3 separate regions of the Macaca mulatta genome follow, and all the other regions are linked to region 1. The links are chromatin contacts, called in public Hi-C maps. All regions are on one chromosome and are shown on one strand. Each heading gives the region's core, a stretch centred on a gene start, on an enhancer-like site or on the middle of the called end of the contact. The rest is flanking DNA. Distances are from core to core; before and after follow the strand shown.

Region 1 (3,154 bases), core at 293-2,792:
CCACTCCCCCACCCCACCCTTCCACCATTAAGGACCCTCTTGCCTTGCTCTTGCTACTCTGCTCTGGGTGGTCATTGTGAAAAGCCCGCACCAACCATGCCAATGGCAGCCAGACGAGGACACAGCCTGGTTCTGGGTCCCAGGAGGAAAGGCAATCCCAGAAAGACAGGGACAAGGACTGGAGTCCTGTGGGTGCCTTTTAAGCAAAGATTATCACCAGGCGGGCTAAACTTAGCAAACGGCTTTTAGCTAGAAGGGCAGGGGGCTGGTGTCAGGTTATGCTGGGCCAGCAAAGAGGCCCAGGATCCCCCTCCCATGCACCTGCTGATGGGCCAAGGCCACCCCACCCCACCCCCTTCCTTACAAGTGTTCAGCACGCTCCCATCCCACACTCACAAACCTGGCCCTCTGCCCTCCTACCAGAGAAATGGATACCCTGTGGGAAGGGGCAGGGGGCCTGTTCCCACCATGTGCCCAAGACCTCTTTTCCCACTTTTTCCCTCTTCTTGACTCACCCTGCCCTCAATATCCCCCAGCGAAGCCAGTGAAGGGGAGTCCCTGGCTCCTGGCTCGCCTGCACGTCCCAGGGCGGGGAGGCACTTCCGCCCTCACGTCCCGCTCTTCGCCCCGGGCTGGATGGAGTGAAAAGCACACTGTCTCTCACCCTAGGCAGCACAGCCCACGGGGCTCCAGGAGTGACTTTGTGGGAGGCCTCTGGGCCCCCACCAGCCATCCTGTCCTCCGCCTGGGGCCCCAGCCCGGGGAGAGCCGCTGGTGCACACAGGGCCTGGATTGTCTGCCCTAATCATCAGGTCCAAGCTACAGGGCTGCAGGACATCGTGACCTTCCGTGTAGAAACCTCCCCCTCAAGCCGCCTCCCGAGCCTCCTTCCTCTCCAGGCCCCCACTGCCCAGTGCCCAGGCCAGGCCTCGGTCCCAGAGAGGCCAGGAGCCAGGAGATGGGGAGGGGGAAGTGGGGGCTGGGAAGGGCCCACGGGCCCCTCCTAGCCCTTTGCTTCAGCTATTCCGGTGTCACTACCGCAGAGCCTCGAGGAGAAGTTCCCCAACTTTCCCGCCTCTCAGCCTTTGAAAGAAAGGGGAGGGGGCAGGCCGCGTGCAGCCGCGAGCCGTGCAGGGCTCGGGCTCCAATTCCCCATCTCAGTCGCTCCCAAAGTCCTGTTTCATCCGTGCGTGTAAGGGCCCCCGTCCTTGACTCCCTAGTCTCCTGCTGCCCACACTCCAGTCCTGGGAAGCAGCACCGATCACCTCCCATCGGGCCAGTCTCAGTCCCTTCCCCCCTCCGTCGGGGCCCACACGCTTGATGCGTGCCCAGTTGAACTAGGCGGCTGCGGAAAAAAAAAAAGAGCAGGGAGAAAGCAGGGCCCCGCTACTCGCGGTTTTACGGGCGCACGTAGCTCAGGCCTCAAGTCCTTGGACTGGGACTGGCTGAGCCCGGCGGGAGGCGGGGTCAGAGTCACCGCCTGCCGCCGCGCCCCCGGGTTTCTATAAATTGAGCCCGCAGCCTCCCCCTGCGCTCTCTGCTCCTCCTGTTCGAGAGTCAGCCGCATTTTCTCTTGCATCGCCAGGTGAAGACGGGCGGAGAGGAGCCCGGAGGCTAGGGACGGGCCTGAAGGCGGCAGGAGCGGGCGTGGGCCGGACGTGTTCGCGCCGCTGCGGGGTGGGCGCGGGCCAGGGTCCGGGTCCGGGCCCGGGCTGCCTCCGCATTGCAGGGGCGGGCGGAGGACGTGATGCGGCGCGGGCTGGGCATGGAGGCTGGTGGGGGGAGGGGAGGGGAGGGGAGGCGTGGGTGTCGACCGGGACCACTAGGCGCTCACTGTTCTCTCTCTCCGCGCAGCGCATCCCTGAGACACCATGGGGAAGGTGAAGGTCGGAGTCAACGGGTGAGTTCGTGGGTGGCTGGGGGGCCCTGGGCCGCCCGCAAACTGCGTCTACGAGCCTTGCGGGCTCCGGGTCTTTGCTGTCGTATGGGGTAGGGTAGCTGCGTCCGGCAAGGAGAGCTCAAGGTCAGCGCTCGGACCTGGCGGAGCCCCGCACCCAGGCTGTGGCGCCCTGTGCAGCTCCGCCCTTGCGGCGCCATCTGCCCGGGGCCTGCCTTCCCTAGTCCCCAGGAACAGGAGGTCCCTACTCCCGCCCGAGATTCCATCCGACCCGGACCCCTAGCTGGGGACGCTTTCTTTCCTTTCGCGCTCTGCGAGGTCACGTGTCGCAGAGGAGCCCCTCCCCCATGGCCTCCGGCACCGCAGGCCCCGGGATGCTAGTGCGCAGCGGGTGCATCCCAGTCCGGAGGCTGCGCCTGCGGTAGAGCGGCCGCCATGTTGCAACCGGGAAGGAAATGAATGGGCCGCCGTTAGGAAACCCTGCCGGTGACTAACCCTGCGCTCCTGCCTCGGTGGGTGGAGTCGCGTGTGGCGGGGAAGTCAGGTGGAGCGAGGCTTCCCGGCCCCTGCTCTCAAGTCGGCCCCTGAGCTGCAAGCCCTATTTCCCCTCCGGGTGATGCTTTTTCTAGATAATTCTCTGGTAAATCAAAGAAGTGGGTTTATGGAGGTCCTCCTGTGTCCCCTCCCTCCAGAGGTGTGGTGGCTGTGGCTTGGTGCCAAGCCGGGGGGAGCTGAGTCATCGGTAGTTGGAAAAGGACATTTCCACCGCAAAATGGCCCCTCTGGCGGTGGCCCCTTTCTGCAGCGGCGGCTCACCTTATGGCCCCCCTCTTCCCCTGCCAGCCTAGCGTTGACCCCACCCCAAAGGCCAGGCTGTAAATGTCACCCGGAGGATTGGGTGTCTGGGAGCCTCGGGAAACCTGCCCTTCTCCCCATTCCGTCTTCCAGAAACCAGATCTCCCACCGCACCCTGGTCTGAGGATAAATATAGCTGCTGACCTTTCTGTAACTGGGGGCCTGGGCTTGGGCCGTCTCCCATCCCTTCTCCCACACACATGCACACACCTGTGCTCCCACTCCTGAATTCTGGAAAAGAGCTAGGAAAGGACTAGAAGCTTGCAAATTAAAGCCCTGGGACTAGGGGGTTAAAAAACAACTTCCCCTCTTCCCCCGGCCCAATCTCTGTCCCTTTTGTAGGCGGGTCTTAGAGAAGGGGTGGGCTTGCCCTGTCCAATTAATTTCTGACCTTTATTCCTGC
Region 2 (3,154 bases), core at 453-2,952, 59 kb before region 1:
AAGTCACCAAAAAGGAAACTATTTGACTAATAGAACTAATACCCAGAAGCTCCTCCTCCTTGATTAAGTGAATTTCTTTTAGTCTAAAAAGATAAAGAATAACTCCTCAGAGAGGCTATAGTAGCAGATTACACCTGACTCATTCTCCACTTAAAGGATCACTTTCCCATTTCCCTCTAAGGTGCAAAGGAGGTAAAGCAAAGATAGATACAAAGTCATGGGAGCCATAAGACTCTTGTCCTGCCACTGAGCTAGCTAAGCAATCTAGTTCTCGACTTAAGGCAGAAAATTCAATGACTAGGTAGCAGCCAGGGTTGGAAGCAGTCCAGGATGGTGGCACCAATGACAAGATTAAGGTCAGAGACCTCGTGATGCCCCGCTAGCCACCAGGATTTCTCCGTTGCCTTCTGTTCATCCCACGTGGATACCATCTGGAGGCCCCCGCCCCAAAATGAAAACAACTGGAATTCTACGGCTTGCCCAAAATGCATAGAACACTCATATCTGGTTAAAACCATAGTAATCAAAAGAAAAAGTGAAATGGCTATGAAGTATTTGCAAGGCCAATTTCACTTACTACTTGTTGGGAGTTGGAAACATTCAGCAGTAAAATATCTAGGGATAATTACAACCCTTATGTAACACAAGTAAATCTTTCCCTTTTTTGTCACTTATAGAAGCAACATAAATACATCTAGGACCAGGCCAGGGTAGGAATCAGAAAGAAAAAATCTGTATTAGACATATTGAGGTCTTGAAAGAGAAGTACTTCATTTGTTTAGCCGTAGTTTTCCCACAGGATCTTGTGAAGGGGGTGATGTTGAAGATTGCTGGAGACTAAACTGTGTGTGTTGGAGGAAAGGAGGAAGCTCCGCTCTCCCTATTTCTCCTCCAAATATTTGATAAGACTCGGTGATAGAAAAACGTCTCTTATACGAGCGGCCTCGGCATGAACAGCCGCTTGGGATGACAGGCCACTATCCCACTACCCCTTGAGTCTTTCTGAGCTGCTCACCTGGTGCCAGAGAACTGGCAGATAAGTTTCTGGAACTTTGCTCACTGCCATGAGGGGGGCTAGACATCACACTTTGGGTGAGGGGTAAACAAATCCAGAGATTGTAGGGCAACCCAAGTTAACAACTGGCAGTTGCACCCATGACTGTCTTTCCTGAAGCGCTAAGCAGTTATTTAGCCAGATGACAGAAATGCCTTTCGAGTCCCTTGCCCAGTTGTCCCCATCCACCACCCCCAGCCCCCGCCCTCTCCGAGTCTCCACTATACTAAAACCAGAATGAGGCGCCACTCAGACGACAGGAGAGGGTGCAGTGATTGCGGGACCCCTGTGCCCCTGCACTGCCCGTGGGGTGCTAGCTGTGGCTGGTGCGAGAATGGGGTGCTAGCCCCCCTCCCTGGGGGTGGCCCGGTCCGGAGGCGGCGCGCGGTGGTGACTCCCCGCGTTGCTGCAGCTGCTGCAATGCGCCATTTTCCGTCCCGCAGAGTCGGGAGCTTGGAGTGAGAGTTGTCAAGGAGGTGCCGAGCCTCCCACACCAGAGTCAACTCACATTTTTCTGACAGAGAGAGTGAGGGTCTGTTCCTCTCCCGAGGCTGCGGCGAGACACCCGGCGGGGGACGCTGCAGCTGAAGTGGACGGAACTGACGAGCTCCGCCTGGCGCCGACCACTCCGAGGTCTAGCTGCGGTGGAACTTACTGCAGCTGCCGCGCCGGCCCCCGCCTTTATTAGCGCTGACCACGCCTCCCGGATAACGGTGACAACCCCGTGGCCCAATCCATGCCCAGGACGGTCGCCCAGCGCTACAGGCCTAGCCCGCCCCGCCCCTGCCAATTGCCAGTCACAAGTCTCCTCTCATCCGACTCCGGAAAGGAGCGGTTGCTGTGAGGAGCCTTCGGTGATCAATGCAACCATAGCTTGCGCTCCAGTCTGGCGGAGGGACGGGGCGGGGTGGAGGTGAGGTCTGTGCCTTCGGAGGGCGCTTCAGCAGTTCATTAGGCGTTTGTGGTGCCTCCCAACCAATCGCTGGGCAGTTACTGAAGACCGTGTCCGCCCCTGCCCCGCCCCGTGCCCGGACTCGCGCGTTCCGCGGGAGGCGGTGGCTCCCTGGGGCGCGCCCAGCCCTGGTGCCCAGCCCTGGTGCCCAGCCCTGGCCCTCGCTCCGCCCCTACCGCCCCGCCTCTGACTAACGCTCTGAGGGTGCGGGAGCTTCGAGACACAGCCACAAGCTCCCGGTGCCAGATAGCAGATGCGGGGTTCAGTCCCACCAAAGCAAGCATGAAACTTTCGTTCCTCAGTTTCTTTCAACATAGCCTTCCTAAATTGAACTCCCTCCCAAATCTGCTCCAGTCCAGGTTACCACATCGACTCAGTAGCCCAGACCAGAAACCTGGAAACCATCCTAGATTGCCTCCCCTTCACCTTTACCTCTCCCCCAGTTATCTGCCAAGTCCAGCTGATTTTTCCTTCTTGGTATTCCAGTAGTTATTTCCCCTCTGCTCACTATTATCCGTTTCCTGGACTCTATCAGTTGGAAAATTCACCATTATTTTATGTTCCACTAAGAAAAAAGGTTATATGGCGGGGCGCAGTGGCTCACACCTGTAATCCTAGCACTTTGGGAGGCCGAGTCAGGCAGATCACCTGAGCTCAGGAGTTCGAGACCAGCCGGGCCAACATGGCGAAACCTCTGTCTCTACTAAGAATACAAAAATTAGCCGGGTGTGGTGGCGGGCACTTGTAATCCCAGCTACTGGGGAGGCCGAGACAAGAGAATCGCTTGAACCTGGGAGCCAGCGGTTGCAGTGAGCCGAGATCAGGCCACTGCACTCTGGCCTGGGCAACAAGCAAGACCCTGTTTCAAAAAAAAAGGTTGCAAATTATCTGTGACAAATGCTTTCCTTACCATTTAGCATTTTTGCTTTACATGTATTGAAAATACAGATTTATATACATACCAATTTCTATCATAGTTCACTCTTGTGCATGCATAAAAAGGGAAATAGAAAACAATAACATGGTAACTATCCCTAAAACTTCACATTCAGAAACTGATTGTTAGGGATTCACTTTTTTGACTCAGTCTTGGATGTCCACGAATTTCTACGCAATGTAGTCCTCTGTGCATGTCATAAGGGCTTTGG
Region 3 (3,154 bases), core at 430-2,929, 40 kb before region 1:
AGCTAGACTGTAAAAGGCAAGTGGTGTGAAGCCCAAACCTAAGATCCTAAGATCTAGAAGGAGTCAAGACTTCACAGTCGGCGAGCACGTTGGCTCACTCCTGTAATCCCAGCATTTTGGGAGGCCGAGGTGGGCGGATCATGAGGTCAGGAGATCGAGATCATCCTGGCTAACAGGGTGAAACCCCGTCTCTACTAAAAATACAAAAATTTAGCTGGGCATGGTGGCGGGCACCTGTAGTCCCAGCTACTCAGGAGGCTGAGGCAGGAGAATGGCGTGAATCCGGGAGGCGGAGCTTGAAGTGAGCCAAGACCGCGCCACTGCACTCCAGCCTGGGCAACAGAACGAGACTCTGTCTCAAAAAAAAAAAAAAAAAAAAAAAGACTTCACAGTCTACATGAGTAAGTAGAGGCAGCATCTAGAGGAAAACAGAAGTATGTGGCTATCAAATTCCAAAGAAGCCCCATTTTATTACAGAGAAAATACAAAGCTGTTTCCTCACAGGGAAGAGTACAGTTTCCCTTCTCCAGGGTGACAGATGAGCCTTTTCCGAAGTTCTCAGCTTTCTCTTCTACCGAAACCTCCCACGTCGGTTAAAGTGTTTGTAGAGATAGCGGATGCGTTTATGAAGGTTGTGCAGGTCATCAGCGAACATTCTACTTCCAACCATTTTCTTCTTTCGGATACAACGTTGCAATTCATTCCCTTTCCAACCTCGAAGCCATATGGGCCCCCTGATCAGTTCTTTGGGGTGCTTTTCAAAGTTTCCTGTGTAATGTGAGAGAACACATTAGATCCAAGACAAGAGAACCCATCCTACACCAGCTAAGCTTTCAACCCACAGTTGCATCTTGCTTAGCAGCACCTATAGACAAGACACATCACAGTACAGAACAATAGCAGAGACTCTGGAGCCAGACTGCTTGGGGTTAAAATTCTTATACTATCATTTATTAACTTTGGAAAAATTGTTAACTTTTACTTATGAAGTAAAAATTATATGAGGGTACTCAGAACAGTGACAAACACAATGTAAACAGCTACATAAGTGTTTGCTCTTACTATTGAGCACAGTACCACTCTCTACACAGGAGAAAAAGATAGTCATTACAGAGTAATTGCTATTCTGAAATTGTGTACCACGTCGAAGGTCAAGTCGTACCCAGGATCCCGATGTTGTCATACACTCCGAACATGGCCCTCTTCTCGTTCCAACGATCAACCACTTTGGGGGGCGGGAGAGTGAGCCTTATACCGATCAATCTCGGCACACCTAGGGATGGGGAAGGGAGGGAATTAGTCTGAGCCGCCTATTATACTACGAAGCAGTTATCCGGATGTCTACAGCAGCCACTTACCAAGAGAGAAGCTTCTGCACGCCAGAGGCACCCAGTTCCACAGGCGCCTGCCTGCCCCAGATAAGAGGCTCCCTGCCATTTCTCTAGTCTCCCCGCTTCAACAACACACCAAATAAGTCCAGGAGTGAGGGCCACACGTGGCCCTCAAGATGACGACAGGAACCGTCCCCGCCGACTTCACACGAGGGCAGCCATCTTGGGCCTTACCCAGGTAGCTGTGGGCGCAGGGCCCACCTACGCCCCATCAACTACAGCCACAAGCCCCGCCCCCCGGGTTCCGGCCGAAGGGGCCTCTACCACCCTTCCCGCCTCATTGCTTCCGGTTCGCCCGCCGGAAGTTTTGGAGCGCCGGACAAGCTGAGGTCCGCGACTGGTTGCTAAGATTCCCCAAAACTGAGATTTCAAGAAAATTCACCCTTTCTGCTTTTTTTGGCGTCCTTCAACTGTGAAGGAAATGAAGGTTGAGAACCTGGAACCCGCTTCCAAAAACCAAGCCCTTTCTCTGTGCCTCACAACAGTCTTGCGCTGTAGCTTTTTTTATTACCCCCATTTTACTACTGGGAAGGAAATTTGAGGCCCTGAAAGTGAAGTGACTTGCTGGACGTCACTTAGCGGAGGAGATGGAGAAACCTGGATTAGAGGCGATGTCTTCTAACTCCCAGCGTGGACTGGCCTCCTTTCCTGGGGGTGACTGAATGATTCACTATTCCAGGGCACTACTACTGCCCAGCCAGGGACGCGACATCTCTGGCCGGCAGAAATACGGCCTCCTCCCCGCCGACCGGGCAAAGGGGTACCTTGCCGGAGCGGAGCCTTGGCACGTCCCCAGGCGGCGCTGTGATTGGCCGGCCGCTCCAGCGAGCGTCGCGATTGGCCCCCTGGCAGCCGTTGAAATTTGAACTCGGTATTTGTGGCTTTGCCCGCGCGTTGCCAGACTCAGAGGCGGCCCTTTGCCTCTGCCTGCCGGGGATTGGCCGGATTCTCCGCCAACTTGAAAACTGCCTTGCTAATTGGTGCGTGTTGTGCCCGAGTGTTTTTTCCTTTTCATTTCAGCCTGACTGCCGGAGTCAGAGCCGCGGGTGAGATCCCCAGGTAAGATGTGGTGTTGCAGGTCGTAAAAGAGTAGAAAAATCGAGTACATGTCAGTATGACCCAGTATTGGGCAATATACAATAGGCAGGGAGGTCTAGTAGATATAACCTTGGGGCGCGATGTGGGAGAAACTGTGAGTCTGACAGATCCGCAACGGAAGATGTTAAGCAAATCGCTTAACTTTCTTACTGCAATATCCGCTCTGTAAACTCATTTGTATTATTATGCACCTCATGGGATTGAGGTTAGGAGACTTAGATCAGATATGATGCATGCAAATAGCCTAACAGACCTGGCACAGGATAAATAAATCATCATTGTTAATGCTCTTACCATTCTGGTGCAGGAAGCCCACTAGCCCATGCTGGGGCACTGTTCTGGCCTCAGATGAGATCGGACCATTCTCTACTTAAGGAGCTTTGCACATAAAAATGGAAATAATACTTTGCACATTAATATGTCACTTTATAGTTCTTTAAACACCTTTATACTGCTTGATTCGTTTGATCATCAGAGCAACTTTGTGAAGTAATCAGAGTTTAGTAACCCTGTTTTTACAGATAAAGTCCAGGGGTTTAACTGACACGATCAAGTGCCAGTGTCACTACTAGAATTAGTTTCTAGTCCAGGGTCAATCTCAGATCCTGTAAGATAATGTTACTAGCTTGCTATAAAACTAAAAGCCATTATATATGTTAGGGATG

What was found. Hi-C and Micro-C count contacts between places; a contact is called where the count stands out from the background.
Region 2: a Hi-C map of liver shows a contact between it and region 1, with 2.0 times the contacts expected there. The contact joins the promoter of VAMP1 here to the promoter of GAPDH in region 1. A contact is called at or near these places in 3 of 14 Hi-C or Micro-C datasets (CD4 T cells, cortical neurons and liver).
Region 3: a contact with region 1 is called in a Hi-C map of cortical neurons, with 4 times the contacts expected there. The contact joins the promoter of NCAPD2 here to the promoter of GAPDH in region 1. A contact is called at or near these places in 3 of 14 Hi-C or Micro-C datasets (cortical neurons, fetal cortex germinal zone and liver).

What each region holds. Positions count from the first base shown.
Region 1 is chr11:7,484,259-7,487,412 of T2T-MMU8v2.0, forward strand. It overlaps GAPDH (glyceraldehyde-3-phosphate dehydrogenase), which reads left to right and starts at 1,543. Exons shown (of 9, transcript NM_001195426.1): 1 at 1,543-1,585; 2 at 1,855-1,900. The coding sequence starts at 1,872. It overlaps LOC144332744 (a long non-coding RNA gene), which reads right to left and starts at 920. Exons shown (of 2, transcript XR_013400804.1): 1 at 516-920.
Region 2 is chr11:7,424,750-7,427,903 of T2T-MMU8v2.0, forward strand. VAMP1 (vesicle associated membrane protein 1) reads right to left here and starts at 1,703. Exons shown (of 5, transcript NM_001261331.1): 1 at 1,563-1,703. The coding sequence starts at 1,564. It overlaps LOC144332754 (a long non-coding RNA gene), which reads left to right. Exons shown (of 2, transcript XR_013400815.1): 2 at 1,498-2,971.
Region 3 is chr11:7,444,409-7,447,562 of T2T-MMU8v2.0, forward strand. NCAPD2 (non-SMC condensin I complex subunit D2) reads left to right here and starts at 1,680. Exons shown (of 32, transcript XM_001105024.5): 1 at 1,680-2,450. It overlaps MRPL51 (mitochondrial ribosomal protein L51), which reads right to left and starts at 1,628. Exons shown (of 3, transcript NM_001194316.2): 1 at 1,359-1,628; 2 at 1,163-1,273; 3 at 356-768. The coding sequence starts at 1,437. The coding sequence ends at 572.